Linked DNA regions of Danio rerio: regions 2 and 3 are each linked to region 1. The links are chromatin contacts, called in public Hi-C and Micro-C maps. All regions are on one chromosome and are shown on one strand. Each heading gives the region's core, a stretch centred on a gene start, on an enhancer-like site or on the middle of the called end of the contact. The rest is flanking DNA. Distances are from core to core; before and after follow the strand shown.

What was found. Hi-C and Micro-C count contacts between places; a contact is called where the count stands out from the background.
Region 2: a contact with region 1 is called in a Hi-C map of embryo, with 2.6 times the contacts expected there. The contact joins the enhancer-like site here to the promoter of vav2 in region 1. A contact is called at or near these places in 10 of 18 Hi-C or Micro-C datasets (caudal fin, embryo, fibroblasts and 3 more) and 4 of 4 datasets of contacts at active chromatin or transcription factors (caudal fin, embryo, gastrula embryo and 1 more).
Region 3: a contact with region 1 is called in a Micro-C map of caudal fin, with 4 times the contacts expected there. The contact joins the enhancer-like site here to the promoter of vav2 in region 1. A contact is called at or near these places in 1 of 18 Hi-C or Micro-C datasets (caudal fin) and 3 of 4 datasets of contacts at active chromatin or transcription factors (embryo, gastrula embryo and pancreas).

Annotation. Positions count from the first base shown.
Region 1 is chr21:19,664,141-19,668,313 of GRCz12tu, forward strand. vav2 (vav 2 guanine nucleotide exchange factor) reads right to left here and starts at 2,194. Exons shown (of 29, transcript XM_068216026.2): 1 at 1,103-2,194. The coding sequence starts at 1,306.
Region 2 is chr21:19,447,297-19,451,469 of GRCz12tu, forward strand. It overlaps vav2 (vav 2 guanine nucleotide exchange factor), which reads right to left. Exons shown (of 29, transcript XM_068216026.2): 11 at 2,502-2,597; 12 at 514-582; 13 at 267-353. Among named protein-coding and RNA genes, the nearest start is that of dnai1.2, 85 kb to the left of the region's middle. Within about 2 kb of position 2,230, at least 4 of the 62 cell types and tissues checked have an H3K27ac peak or open chromatin away from gene starts, as enhancers often do.
Region 3 is chr21:19,533,257-19,537,429 of GRCz12tu, forward strand. The region is part of intron 2 of vav2 (vav 2 guanine nucleotide exchange factor); the gene reads right to left. Among named protein-coding and RNA genes, the nearest start is that of vav2, 130 kb to the right of the region's middle. Within about 2 kb of position 2,280, at least 8 of the 62 cell types and tissues checked have an H3K27ac peak or open chromatin away from gene starts, as enhancers often do. A contact at or near this core is called in caudal fin, where this site is marked.

The DNA.
Region 1 (4,173 bases), core at 944-3,443:
ACTTTATGGGACCTTAAACGGAAGCCAGAACTACTGAAGATTACCAACAATTACGGTCCACCTCTCTGATTGGCAGATTTTTTATCAGCCGTCAGCAGGTAAGTAATGCACACAAATTAAGAAAATTAAGATTTAGACATAAAAATAAAAATTTTTATTTTGTCGCATTCCCATAAATATGCAAAACAAAGCTGTAATTTTAAACCCACAAGGCCATGATGCTAATTTATTCCAGATTTGAAAGTCAAATAAAGGTTTAAAATGATGATTCACTTTAATCCAACTAGTTACACGCTTTCTAGAATAAGCAGCAATGCAAATCCCAATCTACACAGCACTGTTATGTAAATTACATCACAAAGGGGTTTATTTTCAGGACAAAACTCAGATCAGCATTGACAACATATGCAGAAAGGGAGTGAAACACAGTAGGACATGTGTTTAAAACCTTTCAAAACAGACAACACTTAAAATAAGCTTCATCATACCGCTCCAACACTTCACATTTACTAGTAGGAAGTGCTTTTACCACACATTCCTTCACAAAGAGAACTGGCTGAAAGTCACATTCCTGAAACCGATGAAGAACTTGCAGCTTTTCCTGGTTTATGTTTACACAGATAAGAGCCTTGGCACTCCTTTAGCATTCACCTTTTAAACCCTGCACCACCTCAGACACTTCCTTTCTTGCTTTCAAACAATCAGGCTAATTCATCCACAGTGAAAATAAATATAAATATCTACATGCTAAGAAAAGTTTAGGACACCTGTGTGTGTTGCATCCAAATAGTTACAAGACACATAATAATTCAGGAACGAGCAATTTTTAACAATATCTTAAATAAAATAAGCACATAATAAAAACACATCAGAAAGTTTAGCTCATAATCAGATTACAGAATTTAGATTAATCGATTGTGACAGATATATGAGTGATTGCTCAGCGACGCCAATAATGCTCGACAACGACCCCTGTTGATAAGAATTAGAGTGTCACCCTATGGGCACATTTCCAGCTGTCAATTCTGTCCTCAATCATTCCTGCAAATGTGACCGTCATTAAAACACAGGCATTCAAATACAGACATTAATATTGGCTTACCTGTGACATCTGAGGGCGGAAGTTGATCTGCTTTAGGTCCACGGAACCGGGAGACAGATTGTGCAGCATCTGGCACAGGAGCACCCCATCTCTGAGCGCCTGGGCCAGGTCAAAAACCACCGCTGAGGGCCAAACGACCCGGTGGTTCGGGGGCAAAACCTTACAGTCTATCAGCCAGCGCCCGCACTGCCTCCACTCCTCCATACTGACAAGAACGAAGCAAAACAGGAGGCAAGAATAAAGAAAACGAGCAGTCCAGCGCACGCAAACGAGAGAAGTGCCAAGATAAAACTGACAAGAAATGATGCCACTTCCTCTCCGCGGTCCAAAGGGCACTAAACTGCCTAAGGTCGGTTATGCGGGAATGGCTTTCCCAATTATAAACACGCTTAATAAACTTGTTAAAGTATTAAACCCACCTAGTTTGAGAACTAACCGTTCAGTTTGTCCAATATAGAGCAATTACGAAATAATCCAATTATTAAGACACATTATTACAGAAGATAAAGACAATAACGACGCTAAAATGTGATTTAGACGCGTTTTCTCCTCAGAGAATCAGCTGAGTTTCCTCTTCTTCATCATGAACTGACATGTTTGGCTCTGCAAATGCGTCCTGTCACAGCAAAAAATGTTTCTCTCTGGACAACAATAGATATTTTCCTTAACAAGAAATGCTGGGAAAGGCTGCAAAACAGCTGCTACACGCAATCTCGCGCAGTTTATCAAAGTTTTATGGTTAAATGAGGCAATAAATCCATGTTTTGTAGTCTTGAGTAGATAGCTCCTCACAGGCGCTCGAGCAGCAGGCGGGATGCGATCTTAACAGCGTCCAACTCCTAAAAGAATCCGGTCCAAACTTGTTTTTAAAACTTCTTTAGTGAAATATCACAACGCTCGGCGAAACGCGCAAACTCCGGCGTATTTAACGCGAAACCGTTGTTCGTCCCGCTTCGTTCGCGTCCATAGAGAGACAAACGCCGCGAGGGCTCCGTGCTGATCATTCGTCCGTTGAGTAGCGAGGATTTCTCGGTTGTTTCTCAGTGTGGATGGTTTGAGTGTTTTGATTTCTCCGCTCGCGTGAGTGCGGACGGGCGGGTGAGCGCGCGCGCAGCAGGAGAAAGGGCGCGCGCTGGTGAGTTTGCATCTGGGTTCCGGTCGCGCTCGTCCACGTGTGAGAAGGAGGGTCGGTCTTACTAAAACAGTCTCATTTTTTAACATTTATCAGCAGACTTTGTGGACATCGTGGTAAACACAAATGTACGTTCGGGTAGTGTGGGGAGAGTTTATGTCAAAAATGCATCCAAAGAGGGCGAGCTCGATTTTGTTTTTGTACGACTCAGAAGGGGCTTGTTGTGTTTTTGGGGAATAAATGACATACTGACAACAAATTATTTTGCATTGGCTAGAAATGTGGCTTCTATTCTGAAAGACTTCAACTTTTGACTGTAATAAAATAAAAAAAAATACTTAAAATAACTTAAAGTTAAATAAAGAATACCCCAATATATTAAATAATGGTGGTGTTTTTTTGTATTCAATTTATTGATTATTATTAAACATTAATTCATTTTCTTTTTCGGCTTAGTCCCTTTAAATAATCCAGGGTCACCACAGCGGAATGAACCGCCAACTTATCCAACAAGTTTTTATGCAGCGGATGCCCTTCCAGCCGCAACCCATCTCTGGGAAATATCCACACAAACACACTACGGACGATTTAGCCTACCCAATTCACCTGTACCGCATGTCTTTGGACTGTGGGGGAAACCGGAGCACCCGGATGAAACCCACGCGAAGGCAGGGAGAACATGCAAACTCCACACAGAAACGCCAACTGAGCCGAGGTTCGAACTAGGGTTGTAACGGTATGAATTTTTCACGGTATGATAATCGTCTAAAACAATACCACGGTTTGACGGTTTCGCGGTATACGGTATGTTACAAATGTTACAAAATAATAGAACAGTGAAGCAAATTTGACTTTTTCCAAATAATATATTTTTAGTTACTATAAACAACACCACTTACAATGAACAAATAAAAATAAGAAAATAATAAATAATGTGTCAAAGTCCAAATAAAGTCCAAATAAACATGGTGCAAATCCTCAGTAAAAAAATAGATATAAATATTTACTATACTATAAATAGTTACATAACGAAACTAGATTCAATATGGAACATCCTTAGGTTTTATGTGCCAGCATGGATATGGTTGTCTATCGATATGGATTTGGATGTGGTTGTCTGCAATGCAGACAAACAGCTGCACCTTCATTTGCGTCTTTTGAAAACAGCAAGAGCAGCAGTTCGTCTTTGCTGTGTCACTGTTTTGACATGTTTCTGTGCTGCTGTGCATGCAAAAGTACTTAGTATGAGAATTATTTCATGAAAAACTTTTTTTTTGCGTTTTATTTAGCCGCGCATAAATGTATGCCTATCTCTCATTCCGTGTTGTTCAAAAAGCTTGGTCCACAAACAAAAGCGAAACCTATGCTTATTGGTTGTGATATAGCGAGTTTGAACCAATCTGGGCATGGAGGAGGGACAATGCATCAATGTATCATGTCTGATTTGTCCGGAGACACAGTGACGAGCGTTTCTTTGTCAAATCAGCGTTGTCAAATGTTGATGACGTAACCGCACTGATTCCGGAGCCTCTGAAAGTCCGCGAATGTTATGTGATACAGCACTGGAAAGCTGAGATTCTCTTCTTTATGCCAATCTTTGAATTGTATGAATCGGATCAGCGGATCAAAAGTTATTAAACATTTAAAAGCAATACTTATTTTTAGCCGCGGGCGGCTGTCTCGGTCTTTAAGGGTTAAAACCGTTGATATGCAATTGTTCATGGTATGATAATCGTGCACGTTCAAATCGTGGTAAACCGTCATACCGGTATATTGTTACAACCCTAGTTCGAACCAACGACCTTCTTGCTGTGAGGCGACAGTATTATTAAACAATTTAGCTTTATTTCCTTTTAGAAAGTTAGATAAGCCTGACTATCTTGTTTTTTGATTGGTAATGTTTTTGAATTTATTACTATACATCGCAGGTTATAATTTT
Region 2 (4,173 bases), core at 980-3,479, 220 kb before region 1:
TGGCCAGCATGCTGATATGTGCTTGAACTCAGACATTGTAAGTCTTTCAAGTGACAGCAAAGGAGTGCAACTAGATTTGTTAAGGTAATGTGAAGTGATATAAAAATCAACAGGCCCTTGAATAAGCATGACAAGTGGAAATAAATACACATGCAATATATAAAGCATTAACATATTAGGCAAAAAGAGTCATTAATACTACAGGTGATGAAGTACACCGTTATGCTGCATTTACTGCATTGATTATGATCTCCACAAACACTCACTAGATTTTCTATAGAGCTCTGAAATTCACTTATTTTCTTCAGGGTTTCATTGTCTCTTTTCACCTCATTGATATACATGGCCAGGTCCTTCAAAAGACATAGACAAAACACTCATTAAAACACCACTTGATTACCGAAATACTAAGATATATTTACACATTAAGTAATTAATGTTAAGTTATGTTAAGCACAGTTAAATTACAAACCAAAAGCAAACAGTATATGGTAGCTGTATTAGAGTTCACACCTGCATGGCTTCTAGTGCTTCTTTAAGCTGCTGCCTCTCTGGTCGGTCCATAGAGTGACTCACTAACTCCTGCAGACAGACAACATAATGATAAGTTACATATACAAACAAAGCCTGTTTATAGTAAGAAGAGGAAAGATTTTTCAGGTGATTTCTCACTCCAAAAATTTATCTTAAGGAAACATTTTCTTCAAAACTGAAAATAAAATAAAATAAAACAAAAGAATAAAATTGATTGGCAATAGTTTTTGATTGGCAATAGTTCTTAAATATCACAAAATTATTTCTAAAATATTTCAGTTATTAAAGGTCCTAAACACCTATAAAAGAAAGAGTCAAAACCTTAACCTACAAAGACACTGACCTGGTGAACAAATATGGAAAACCACTGGATAAAAATGCTTTATATTTACATTTAATAATTTTGGCAGATATTTATATCCAAAGCAATGTATTACCAATGCTAAAGTGACTTTAAAGCCTTAATTATGTATAGGATGTCCAATCAGTAGTTTCTCTGACATTAATACTTTTAATCATCATTGATGCATTAAATTTTAATATAAATGTTTAATGACTAGTAATGACTATGAAATAAAATTATACATTTTATAATTGAAAATAAAGATCCCATATGAAACCTAACATTGAACATTCTCCTTTGCCATTAAATGAACAAATTTCCTAATTAAATTCTAATAAAATACAAACAATAATAAAGTTGAATTCATTTTTGATGAAATAAATGCAGTCATGGTGAGCATAAGACAATTCTAAACTATATTGTAGATCTTTTTTTTTTTTTTTTAAGTAGTTTTACATAAATATTTTCTACAGTAACATACACTCACTGGCCACTTTATTAGGTACACCTTACTAGTACCGAGTTGGACTCCCTTTTGCCTCAAGAACTGCCTTTATCCTTCATGGCATAGATTCAACAAGGTATAGAAATATTCCACAGAGCTTTTGGTCCATATTGAATCTTCCGTTCCACCATTTCCCAAAGGTGCTCAATTGGAATGAGATCTGGTGACTTTGGAGGCCATTTGAGTACATTGGACTCATTGTCAGATTCAAGAATCCAGTCTAAGATGATTCACTTTATGGCAGGTGGCGTTATCGAAGTAGCCATCAAAAGGTGGGTAAACTTTGATCATAAAGGGAAGGACATGGTCAGCAACAATATTTAGGAAGGCTGTGGCGTTGGCACGATGCTCAATTGGTGCTATTGGGCCCAAAGTGTGCCAAGAAAATATCCCTCATTCCATTACAATCATAGTTGACAGGAGTGGATATTTTCTCTTTTTTGGACCATTCACTGTAAACCCTAGAGCTTCTTACAGCATCGAAATACAATTTTTTATAGCATCTCTATAAAATACAGCATCAAATTGAGAGGTCAATGATGGAGAATTAAGCAGCGATTTTTAGCTGATTGCGATCTGAAACCAAAGCATCTATGCTCAAAAGAGGATATCCTCAAAGAAAGAAGCCTTTTAGGAAACAGCACCTGTCATCTGAACCACAGCAACTCTCCCTAGGTTAGAGTGTATGAAATGGGGTGCGGATAATATGATTTAAGCATGGCTGATTTAAACAGTGTCACTGTATCCACCTCCCAAAGCTCTCTTCCCGCTCTGCTGTGTCCTGCCCGTCTGTCACACGTCACACTCTTTCTCTCTGTATCCATTATTAATGCGTGCTGTGAATTAATGATGGTTTGTATCATGCAGGGCGTCCTGTTTTATACATGATCTCTATTAGCAGTGGCTAGGCAGAGTGGAGAGCCACATGGGTCTTGTTGGATGAGGTAAAAATGATCTGAATGTTTTATAGGATTTAGGGGTTCAGAAGAGGTGCTGCTGCTCTGCTTTTAAACTTTAAATCAAAATAAATGGAAGTTGAACAGGTTCCTTATTTTTTCTTAAACCCTCTCAGTGACGGAGGAGCTGATAAGGGTGTCGATGATGATGAGCGCTTCTCACCTTTAGCAGAAGGTGGTATTTAAGGACCCTCTGCATGGGGACCACCAGGAGATCCTGCAGCTTGAACTTCCCCTCTTGAACCTTCATGGTACACTCCTGTGGAGGAATATTATGACAACAGTTCAACAGAAACTCAAAAGTACTACTGAATACCAAAATCAAAATGGCACTTTACAAAGCTGAAAATGACAGTGCTTCAGGAAATGACATTTTAAAGTGGGGGAAAAGTAAACAACATAAAAAGAATAAACAAAATAAATACAAACAACCTAACAACATACACTCATAAATATACTATTTTATCTATACATAATAATTATATATTGAATAGTAGAAAAAATATTTAGATGTGTGTGTGTGTGTGTGTGTGTGTGTGTGTGTGTGTGTGTGTGTGTGTGTGTGTGTGTGTGTGTGTGTATAAGATATAAGATGCGCAGATCAACAGATGCACAGATATATAATATATGAGATTATATATCAAACAAATTCTCCACCTGCATCTATTCATTTCTCTAATATAGATATTCACTCCTGATCATCACATTAATTATTCTAACTCTTTATTTTAAGTGAGAGGTTAGTGAATTGCTTATTTTTATCAGAAGATTCAGTGGCATTGGAGCTAATCTGTGCAGTGCATCTATAGAAAATATGCTAGTTGCTTTTTATTTGAATGAACATTTATTTATGAAGCAAAAGTTTGGCTTTGCCCAGATTGGCCTCCATTTTCTTATTAAAACAAACACCGGCTTTACTTCCTTCAGACTTTAATGGGAATGTCACTGTTGCTCTCATTACAACACACAAACTATATCCTATGTTTAGCCCAAGCATTGACTTGTTAATTGCTTCGCCTAAATGCTCCCACACTGTTCTCTTCTTGCCTTTCATTTTTGTTTTAATTGTCCCTTTTTTATTTTCTCTCAGATCTTTCACCTCCATTTCAGCCCAAAAACACAGTTTGAGAATCTGCATAATAGAAAATATATTTGAAAACAGTCCTATATTTTAAGAAAAGTTAAAAAAAATACAAGTTTTAAGTGCCAGATTATGCAAAATATACCCAACTAAAAGTAATACTTGTAATAGGTGTCAACAATCTCCAGCAAATCACACACACATGTTTTGGTCTTGTCCAAGATTGACAGTGTTTCGGTCTAAAATGTTTGATTCTTTTGAAAAAAATCTTTAACATATCAGCCACTCCAAACCCTCTAGCAGCACTATTCGGAAATCCTTCTAGATCAAATATGCTTTCAATAACACAGAATGTTGTTACTTTCACCACATTATTGGCTAGAAGGCTTATTCTCCTTAGGTGGAAACAAACATATCCAACTTCATATGACAGATGGATAATATATAAATTAGTTTTTCATTAAGAGGGTCTTTAAAATCTTTTTACAAAACATGGAAACCTTTGTTGAATTATATTTACACCATTGATCTTGAAGCGGACGATGAATAAATAATAATGAATATTTTTAATTATTTATTTATTACTGTTATTGTTAGATTTTTTGTAATTTATTTATTCATTCATAAATATATATTATATTATATTATTTATATATTTACATTTACCGTGTTATTTAATAACTATATTGTTTTTATGTTCATTGGTTCTTAGTTGTGAAAAAGCAGTACAGTGTGTTACTTATTTTTTGTATGA
Region 3 (4,173 bases), core at 1,030-3,529, 130 kb before region 1:
AGAGCCAAAAAAGAGCCCAATCCAGAATAAGAGCCAATTAAATAACTAGAGTAATGACTGATAAATATCAACTTTTGCAACAGAAATATGATGTTTTAAATTCCAATACATAATATGTTTCAAACTAAAATCAAATCTTAAAAATTACCAGTTTAAAACAAATAAAAACAAAGGATGCACAAGTAAATATTGAATAAAATATACAATATGAACTAGGGCTGCACAAGTTTTTGTTTCAGAATTAATATCACAATAAGCATCCGCAATAGTCACATCACAAAATATGCAATATTGAGTTAGGATTATAGATGAGCAGGTCAAAACACATGCGATTTGTGGGGACTCTGCAGAATTTGATCACAATAGAGTAAAAGTTAATTACCTGCATGTGTTTTTAAGGCCTGTGACTTTAAACATTTTAAGAGCGTTTAAAGCATTTTAATAGAGCATAAAGAAGTTTAATATAGATTCATTTTATTGAACAGTTTATATGATGAAGACTTTGCATTGGTAATTTACATTTGATTATTCAATTTCTGTAACCCAATACTGTTAAGGTTAATTTTTAAGGTAATTTTGTCACGTTAAAAAATAAATTCAGGTTGTATAAATCATACTGACACTGCCTCTAAAACTTTCATCCGTAATGGGGGAAAAAAAAATTTGAACTGGGTTAAATTTTATCTGCTTTTCACATGCGAAAAAGCGATATGAGAGATGTTTCCACAGTTCAGAGCCACCGTACAAGAAAAAGCTAATTACAGGATGCCGTCATTTCAGCTACAGATGACAAACACAGTGCATAAAATAAAGACAGAATGTGGCGGGCAGCTGAGAACCCCTATACACTGAATTCAGTGACTGGCGTACCTCTCCCCTGCTGCTGATTGGTGTGTGTGTGTATGTCTCTCCATACATTTGACGTACTACCCATAGACATTATAATAGAGAGCATGGTCCGCTTTCGGACTGTTGCTTTGATACCTCATAGTGGCTGGCATGTATTATAATGTCATATAACATGCCAGTCTCTGTTTAGGATTTGTTTACTTACGTGAATGTGTGAAGTATCACAAGCAAAGTATCAAAATTCCACTAATTTCCTGAAATAAACTTTGGGATAATACAGCGCTGCTCTTTGATAATGAGCTGAGCTCTTCTTGCTCTCTATTGGTTGAACACAATATGCAGCCAATACTTTAGAAAAGAGAGGAGAACGTATTACTGCTTAAACTGACTCTGAAATGTTTTGGGTTTTCTTGTAATAGATTAATAAATACACATAAGACTCAGTGTGCAATGTTTGTTTACATAATACATTTTTTGCAAATGATTACGAAAAAAATGCATACGAACATTTCCGACTTCAGTGTGTAAAGACCTTCAGACTCCGCAGAAAACCATAAATCAGTATATTTCACTTTAATATTTGCTCCATAGTGTTTTTTATGACTGTATTTTGTTTATTATATGAATAAAATAATTTACATCGAATATATTCATATTTTCACTCGCCTATAAAATCATTCCAATCCATCTAAAGTCTTTGCAAAAAGAGTTATTTAAGTCATCTGGTGAAAATATATCGCATTTCATAGTTATATACAGTATATTGTATCACAGAGAAAAAAAAATATTGCAATGTCAATTTTTTCTATATCGTGCAGCCCTAATATGAACCACAAAAATCCTTAAATGTCCTGCTTTTAATTAAAAACCTAAAAACCTGAGAGGCATTGTGGATGTGCATATTGCTCAGAGAACAGACAGTGGGCATGTTGCATGCCTGATGTGATACATTCAAATCTCTGAATGCAGCACTCTCAGTACGTTCAGCATGGCCTGCTGTTCATCTGCTGGAAAGGAAGCCAGACACGCAAACCTCTGTGAGCCCGGAGGAAATGCAGTTCAACCACCACAAAGAAAGAGGCCATGCCAATCTCAGCTGGGAGGCCTGAATCGATGCCAAGCTGGGACGGCACACAGTGGCTGGCATTTCAAGCAGGGGTCAAGTTCAGCTCATCAGCTGGGCATCTGAGGAGCGAATCACTGGCTTACAGCTGCTATTTACCATCTGTCCACTAGGACAAAAACTTCCTTTTCTGATCTTACAAAATGTCACAAGATCTTCAGCGAACTGTTTCTGGAGCACAACAAACTAATCAAAAAGCCAGAAGAAAGTAAGATGTGAACTTTCTGACTGTGGAGGGTGAGAATGGAAGCATGCCACATGCAGAAGCGAGGGCCGATCCACGCGTGGGCTCCGTTCCAGCTCGTTTAAATTTACACACTGCAGTTTCGCGTGCCAAGCTGTGACGCTGCGCCTGTTTGCAAGAACGCTCTGGGCCAGAATCACACTGATTGAAGGAGCATTTGTGGTGTTATTCAACCACAACCACCATTCCCTTGACGTAAACCGCTTGGGAACACAGGAACATGGGCGGACTGTCTCCAAAGCCACTGCTAAAATAAGAGCGGATAGGCAGATGCCACAAACGAGAACTGCGCTTTTCCTCTCAAGCAAATGATCACATTTAAGACCCCTTAAATCTTTCCAAAAGTCCTACCACCACAGCGTCGGGACAAACCACAGGGTCTTAGATGCATCCTGACATGCCACAGAGCTGGTTTGTTTGAGATGGGAATTGTGTCGCTGCTCCCTGTCAGCACCTCGCTGACCTCAGCATCTCTAGACACCCGCTAATCCAAACATATCTGATTCATAAAGAGGATCTGAGTCTCATCTCATCTGACAGGATAAAAGCTCTCGGCCCGAGCACATCTCTTATTCTACGCAGCATGTCACAACACTTAACTAGTTGATCAATCACTTTTTTCGAACGAGACATTACATCATTGAATGGAAACAGAGTAAATGTAATTGAGTTTGTGGAGTGTTTAGAAAGTAATGTGGTAGTGGGCATGGCTTCAAAAGATCTAGAGCTTCCTTTAGACTGCAAATGTCCAAACTTGCCCTTTTCAAAAGCATCTACCTGTTGTTTGCAACTTTACATTAGTGAGATGGAGTAATTTGTTTAATGCCTCACTGTGAAGCAGAGAAGGCCATTAAGTTAATGCATTTCTTCACTCTTTTGTTCCACCAGGCCTGGTGCATTCGGCTATGCGGGAGGACTGACCTTCTGTGCGCCCCTGGCGTTGCTTCTCTCCGCTCTAAAGATCCCATCTCAGCCTGGTGACATATACACACACTCGGACAAGCACATCCAGAATGTCAGCTCAGGTCGCATGTGACAGAGAAGACTTAACCCTTACATACTGCCTTTTGAATGAAGAGCTGAGGCTAACATGCAATGCAAATTTACAGATTTGCACCAAAACAGGCCTGGCGTTTCATCCATATAATGGAACATTAGCTTAAATGCAATCGAGAGACAATGGAAACAGAGACAGAATGAGAGGAGAGGCAGCGAGGGAGAGAATGGGAGGAAGGCTGCACTGCCATAGGAGATACAACAGATGGGACTGAACATAAAAGCAATATTACAGTTTCTAGATCGCTGACCTACATGCTGGTTAAATTACTTTTTTTTTTTTACCCATCTCTCCCTTTCTCCATTTCCTCTTTTTGCAGGAAAAGAAAATAAAGTTGGTTGGTGCTTGTTTTTCATACATCTCTGGAAATTGAGCCGGTGCATCCAGATCAGACAAAGTCCACTTGAGTAAATGGGATTTGACAAACATGCTGGAGGGAAGAAGGTATTTGAGGAGTGTGTGGATAGACACCTTGTTCAGACAGAAGGCTGTGCATTTAACTAGCTGAATATCATGATATCGTCCTCCGTTGATTAATACTGGAGATACTTTTAACATTATCTGAACCAGAAATTCCCAAATAAAAAGTTAATAACACTTTCATTATCTGGAATATAAAAATTAATAAATAATAGGACTTTTCACACATGTAGACCTTTCCGAAAAATTACCAGCAATTTTCCAGAAAGGGATCATGTGTGAACAGGATCTTTCTGAAAATACCGTTAAACTCGTTCCGTTAATTATGCGGAAAGAGAAGTTTTAACATTACCGGTAATTTGCCGGAATGCTGCACTGTGTGAAAGCAGAAGGAAAATTGCCGGAAAGACTGAGTTCACATCTAGAACATGCTGATGTAAGACATCTACTCCAACCAATCAGATCACTCAGACAACATTC